2 separate regions of the Zea mays genome follow, and region 2 is linked to region 1. Evidence: chromatin contacts called from public Hi-C data. All regions are on one chromosome and are shown on one strand. Each heading gives the region's core, a stretch centred on a gene start, on an enhancer-like site or on the middle of the called end of the contact. The rest is flanking DNA. Distances are from core to core; before and after follow the strand shown. Region 1 has its middle 37 kb from the start of LOC109941775. Region 2 has its middle 67 kb from the start of LOC103635254.

Region 1 (3,397 bases), core at 826-3,325:
CAAGAGCGTACATCCCATATCACAAGCATTACACAACATCGGAGTAAAAGCGGAAAGATTTACATTAACATAATTTACATTAACATGTACAATATAGAAAGAGTGATTATTATAATATAAGGGTATGAGTGCTTCTACTTGTTACATCACAGGAAGGTAGACATCTTCCTTAAGTTTTACTCAGTTTTCATCCTCCTGCTTCGGAACGATCTTGAAACAGAAGCAGCAAAACTCTGCAGTCTCTTCGCCTACAACAATATGAGTTTGAAAACCCTGAGTACGGAGTGTACTTTCGCAAGTTTTACCCAAGAAAAGACTCTCAAGAATATGCTGGCCTTTAGTAGTCAAGGTAAGGTATAGCAAGAACCAACGACTCAGTTTGCTCAAAGCTTACTAAAGTTAGTCCTTATGAATTCTTTTTACTTGTCAAGTTAAGTACTTTCCTGAATCTATATTCCTTTCCTAATCTAGATCAAATGCTTGGCCTGCACTAGCAATCTTTTCTCAAGCTTTGAATTTACTTGTCACTACAATGTAGGTCAGTGACCAAGTCTTCATGTCCGAGAAGTAACGGTGATCCGAATCAATTAATACCGAGCGGGGATCTCTAACCACACGACATATGTAGCACTTAATCCTTGCATATGTCAACTCGCACCAGGGTTTCTCAAGACCAGAACGACTTCCCGCTACCCGAGAGTACAGTTATTTAACCGTCCAGCCTCTTGCCATGGAGGGTACACACTATCTCACCATCTCTCACGCCCAGTGCGGGCGAGCAATTCTGGTATTTGTCGGTCCGAGGGAAAGCTTACCCATAATGAGGCATGTAGCCAGTTATAAGGTCCTCAATCATCAAGCTTACATCGGCTCGGTCCTTAACTCACTCAAATGGAGACACTACATAGAGACTTCCTTCTCGTGCAAGTCACCCGTCTGGTCTCATCTTATAATTTATAACCTACAGCTTTGTACATGTTAGAGGTACTCTTTTCAGATGTTGCATCCATCACGGCTGTGATGGATCCACCATCATAAGTTTTTCTTTGTAGAAATCCCCATTCCAGTGTGAAGCATCACCTTTTTTTAAAACAAAACATTTTGTTTATTTCTAAGCAAGGCTAAGCATTATTAAAACTTGTTTGAGAAAATTAGGTATCAAGGAACGAAACTCAATTTCACAAGGAGGGAAATGCATCAATAGTTTATCACACAATTCCTATTACCTAATGCATCATTCAAAGGTGATAAAACTTTTAAATACAAGAAAAAAGGTAAATGCACCCGGGCTTGCCTTGTGTCGTAGAAGTAACTGCTTCTTCACCACAGATGTCAAAGTAAAAGTTATTCTCCATGGGAGGATTTTCAATTGGAGGAACAACTTCTTATTCTACCATAGACTCTTCTTTGTGCTCTATACAAAATAATACGTATATGAATGGTTATGCTATGTCATGGATATGCAAGTTTATAACAAGAAGATTGAAAGCAGTGTCTTGAATACAACTTTTCTTCACGATGTTTATCAACCATCAAGACTTCCTAGCCAGATAATCCTTTAAGATTAACTCAACTAATCTTCTTAGGCTACCAAGTTGTAGCAAGTTCATGATTTGCAAATTTTACTTGCAAAACTACCCCTAAGCTCACTTGGTATTAAAAGGGCTTAATTCTTTGGACTTATTATTGATTTCCTGGTCAAACAGAGTCCAAACAAGTTCAAAATTCACTCAAGGTTAAAAACAAACATATTAAGCCCACCCAAAAAGTTTTATTTTTTGGGACTATTAAACTATTTCTAAAATTCTAAGAGGCTCTCCTTAAGCACCTTTAAATTCTACATAATTTATGGTTTGAAATAAAAATTTTGGACTTATTTTTGTTAAATACTATCTGGTTTTAGAAGTCTAGTAAAATTGGTTCCATGTTTTTATCACTTTCAACTATTTTTACAGGATTTCACAAGCTACCAGTAAAAAGAAAAGAGAAAATTATGAATAGGATTAGGCTGAGTTGAGCCCAAACTGGCCCACGAACAGGGGAATGCACCTGCCCCCGCGCCCGCTTTAGAGACTTTGCGCAAGAACCCATGGCTATTCAAATATTTAGTTAAGAGTCCGAGACACTGTTTCCTAGAGTCACTGACATCTTCATAGAAGCCCTTCTAGTTCTATTTCTTCACACATTCAAACCCCCGAGGACACACCAGTCGAACACCTAGCTCGGGCCACGGGGCTCACCGTCGGCGACTGGTTCTGATGGTTGTGAGTACACGGGCCTCATGCCCGAGGCTAACCGCTCATATTGTCAAAGAAAAACGGAATGGTCCGATCTTAGAATGCCCCTGTCCGCAACAATGGCGGACACCGATGTTCGGTGAGCCCATTCCGAGCCTGATAACATAGTAGAGTTCAATCAACTGACTCGGACAGTATCAGTGGCCCACCAGGGTTATGGTGCTTGCACGAATTTGGATGGAGAAGGCATGGAAGAGCAGGCCGACGTGAGGGGTGTACACAGCGGCGTTCCTAGGCGGCAACATGACGTTCACAGGACTATACTGCGATAGCGTTCAATTGGTCAAGACCGTAAGCATCTAGAGGTCAGAGAGGTACTAAAACGAGGACCAGAGGGAGAAGAACTAACCTAAGAAGGGCTAGCCACGACGGGATCAACTCGGTGGTGCCGATGACCGTGCTTGGGGAATTCTAATGACTGAGAGCTAGGGTACACAAGAGGGGCTGGCTGAGGGTGGGTTGGGCGCATAATAGAGAGACGGAGCTAACAAAGTGCTCAATTTAAAGGAACCGATCATGTGCTTGGCAAATTTGGGGAGAAGGTGATTACGGTGGAGGCAAGATTTTTTTGACTGGGCAAGTTCACCGTGGCGCACGATGGGTTAATGGTCCCAGGCAGTAACTGGCTGCTTGCCACGGTTACAGATGCGTGATGAAATGACCTCGTCGTGGCTCAACAGCGGAAGATGGCGACCACCACGATGATGGCCGTGTCGCTGTGCAAGTGGGTACAGCGCATAGGGCTCAACCCAATCCCCTCCTCGCGATATTTTCGTCCCTCCAGTGATCTTTTTACTTACTGTGGAGTCGTCATCCATAGCCGTGCGCGAATCACGGCGCCCAGTGCGGATCACGGTGCACGACACCAGTGGCGAGGTTCACTGAACCTGAAACCTTTTTCAGTTATTGTACCATGCAAATACCCATTCAACTGTCTGACAGAGCGAGTTTGAGGGCTAACTACTTCCATTCCCAATAGTAACATACCCATCTGACTTCAGCAAAGTTGTTCTCCTATATATGGTCTTTAACTTTGTCACAATGATCTGGGTCTTAACTTCACTGGATTAGTCACAATTTGGCTCCAAAGATGGACCAAA
Region 2 (3,648 bases), core at 910-3,409, 220 kb before region 1:
GGGAGAATCCACTTGCCTTGCACGAAAGTGTCTTGTGGGTCGTCCTCGAACGAGTTTGGTTCATCTACCTCACAGTCAACTTCTAGCATCGATTTGCGTATCATACATATAAAAGAATACGTACGCCAAATAAATTAACATACACCATTACATGGGTAATCATTCACCATTACATACACATTCATACATCACACAATTATACTCATAAATACGTCTAAAGCATAAATACTTATTAATCCACTATGACTTCTACGTTGGGTTATCATTGGTGAAAATATGAGTAGGTGACTATGACACTAGTTTTATCGAGTATAATATAGATAAAAATGTGTTAACAACTTTAATAATAGACTTTTGGGTTTTATCCTTTTCTTCCTAGATAAATATTTTAGGCATAGCTAAAAATGTTTATTTATAAATCACCTAACATTAATGTTCTAAGAATTAATGTAAATTACTAATTTAAGTAACATAATCATGGTTATTATGACATAAATAGATATTTTACTAATTCTGAGTAATTAAGTGCTATACTTATGAATACATTTATCATGACTAGTAAAACCTATATTTTAATCTGACCGAAAATACGTGGCCTATTATTTATTCCACTTTCTTATATCAATAAAATTATACTTATACCAATACTAACCAATATCGTTCCATGTGTGTAATACCCAAATTATAAAAGAGATGATCTTGTTACATGTTTGGCCACCTACTCATTATATCATGAGAATAACCATAAATAAAGTAAATAAATAAATAAAGGCACCTCTAAGCTATGCATCATGTTGGATATTTTTGTTTGCTTGTGCATTCAAATAATAATAACAATAGTATTAGAAATAAAATAATGACTTGAGATGTGGGATTAATCCCAAATTGAAATTTGGGTTGAAAATAGGAAAAAAGCCCTATATATAATGCAAGGAAAATATATAAATAAAGGTGTCTTTTCATATCAACATCTTCGACTAGTACATCTAGTTCAAGTTCAAAATTTACAATCGAATGTGGATTCAAATTTAAGGGTTCAAATATGAAAAGTAAAGAAAATAGAACAGAAAAGAAGAAATTAAAAAGAAAAACAAGGATAAAACCTGCGCCTGGGCGGAAGTAGCTGCTCGGCCCAATTGCGCCTTAAGCCTGCGCGGCCCATACGAGTAGTGGGGCGCCGACTGGTGGGCCATTGTTGTCAGTGGCCTGGGATCGCTACTGGGCAGGGTCCATAGGGTTGTCTCACACTGCGCCATTCCACTCCTCAGCCTCCCGAACTCACTGTCGAGCGGGCCCCCTTGTCGGCGTTCTATCCTCAACTGAAAACCACCACGCGAAATCACCGCCGCGGCGAAAATTCCAGCTGGATTCTGTTTCTCCACGACCGACGGCTCCGGGATAAACACTCGGGCACTTCTGCGGCTCTCTCCCCTTCCCCATTGTGTTTCGCACGCAAGTCCTGGGTGCCATCGTTGCTTGGATTTGGGTGCAACCAGCTCCGGCCGCCGCCATTAACATGAAGGGCGAGGTCGCTGGGGAGTACGCGCGAAGCATTGCCGCACGGCAACCTGGAAGCGAGGGTCTCGGCGTAATTGTACCGCGGTGGGGATTTCACAGCGCACGCCAGGCGGACGAACTGTGGACGGGTGCGGTCGGCATCTCACCGGACCGAGCCTTCATCGCCAAATCGAGCCGAGCGTCGGGAATTCTGGTGAGAATCACCACTCTAGTTGTCTCTGTTTTATATTTCTGTGCTGGTAGCAGTTCGTAGGCTCGGGCTTTGGTCTATCAACAAGTGTGTCGGGTAGCGCCGGTGAGGCCAGCACCGGAGGAGTGGGCGGCGCCGTCAGGTCTGGTCATGGGGGTAGGGAAGAAGATGAATGCGTGGCCGTGTAAGGTAGGAGCAGAGGCGTCCTGGCGGTAGATAGGGCTCGAATGGCGAGCTCGGAATAGTTCGTTGTCGCGTCCATGGCGCTCGGCCGCGGCGGATTAGCTGGAGAAAGAAAAAAAAAGAAGAGAGAGAGAACCGGTGTGGTAGAACGTAGAAGAAGGCCGACGACCGTTGATCCCGTGCGGTACGGTGGGGATCGGATGACCGTAGCCGCTCAGCCGGATTGATGTGCAACCGTTAGATTCATTATCAACGTCCACGATGTGAGCCAGCGTACCGATTCGGCCGTGTCGATCTCGGCCGGTGATCATCGGATGTGCGGGCGAAAAGAAACCATGTTGTAGACCGTTGGATCGGGATCCTACGCTCGCGGGCTCGTACCGGTTCGCGTTATGATCTGGCGCGTCTGATTCTGATCGGATGGCCAGAAATGGCGATACCGCTTCGGCTGATAAAAATTGCAAAGGAGCCCCTCTGTTTCTGGCCAATCAACCCGCCGTCCATCAGCGCATTAGACCTGAGTCTGTGGGACTTGTGCGAGAAAGCCCCTGGCCGTTTTGGAATTTGACGCGCAGACCAGAGAACAAATGAAATAGATAAATAATTATAGAAATTGATTTTTAATATAAAAATAATTCTAGAAACTGGTATAAATCATATTAAATTTATTTTACCTCCAAATTGAGTCATTCCGGTTGCAATAATTTTATATTAATATTGTCTATCAACTGGTAACATTGTTTAGTCATGAAACTTGAATTAAAATTGTTCATTTGAATTAATCTAGTCTAAGTGCTTAATAGCTTCAGAAATTCATAACTAAATAACTATAACTCCAAATTTAGTGATTCTTGTTCCTACGATCTCGTTACTCAGAATAGAATATTATTATGCACTCTGATATGTTGTTTGGTGTGATGTTAGTTTTTGCTATACTATGTATGTTTGTAATGATGCGAGTAGACGACCAAGCTACTGAGGAGCCGGGGGTTCAGCAGGAGGAGATTACTGAGCTGGAGCTCGTTGAAGGCAAGTTATGCCCTTGATCACTTCTTTTACCCAGTCATGTTCTTATTAATCATAATTATCTGCATAATTAATTTTAATGGGACCCAATAGGTTAACCTAGTTTTGGCTATTTTTATACCTTGTTTCACCACTGGTTTTACCACTGAATTTTTGGGTAGTACATGCTATTGCTTTATATGGTTTTGGGTATAGAGATATTCATTAATCATGATTACACTTTTTATTATCAGTTTATTGTTTACTGTTCATGATAAGATCATTATGTTAATGGGAACATGAAGAACCACCCGGGAAACAGTGCTACCACAAGGGTTTAATGGGACGCCCTTGGCTTATTAACTAGAAAAGCTAGTGGATGACTACCTTACCCGAAAGGGGCAAGGGCAGTAGGGGAGTGGTCAGTGTAGGGAGGTCCATGGGTTGATTTTGCTGCGATGGCGGTTAGGCGAGGGATTCCTGCATTGGAGCTTCCTATAAACTGTAGCGGGTTTTCTAAAGCTAGTGGAACTTTGTAAAGGCCACGTAGTGGTACCCTGCCTCGCTTCCTTGGTAGAGGTGTATGGGGTCTGATCAACTCTATGGAAAATGGGTAACACGACTTGTGGGTAAAGATGCACAACCTCTGTAGAGTGTAAAAATGGTACACTAGCCGTGCTCACGGTCATCAGCGGCTCGGACACTCACATGATTAATTTATGGAATTAAACTCAATTTGTCATTTTATTGCA

What was found. A called contact is a pair of places that touch in the nucleus more often than the background predicts.
Region 2: a contact with region 1 is called in a Hi-C map of leaf, with 6 times the contacts expected there. The contact joins two enhancer-like sites. A contact is called at or near these places in 2 of 25 Hi-C or Micro-C datasets (endosperm and leaf).

The regions. Positions count from the first base shown.
Region 1 is chr8:60,712,514-60,715,910 of Zm-B73-REFERENCE-NAM-5.0, reverse strand. No RefSeq gene overlaps it. Among protein-coding and RNA genes, the nearest start is that of LOC109941775, 37 kb to the left of the region's middle. Within about 2 kb of position 2,075, at least 14 of the 20 cell types and tissues checked have an H3K27ac peak or open chromatin away from gene starts, as enhancers often do. A contact at or near this core is called in leaf, where this site is marked.
Region 2 is chr8:60,937,137-60,940,784 of Zm-B73-REFERENCE-NAM-5.0, reverse strand. No RefSeq gene overlaps it. Among protein-coding and RNA genes, the nearest start is that of LOC103635254, 67 kb to the left of the region's middle. Within about 2 kb of position 2,159, at least 17 of the 20 cell types and tissues checked have an H3K27ac peak or open chromatin away from gene starts, as enhancers often do. A contact at or near this core is called in leaf, where this site is marked.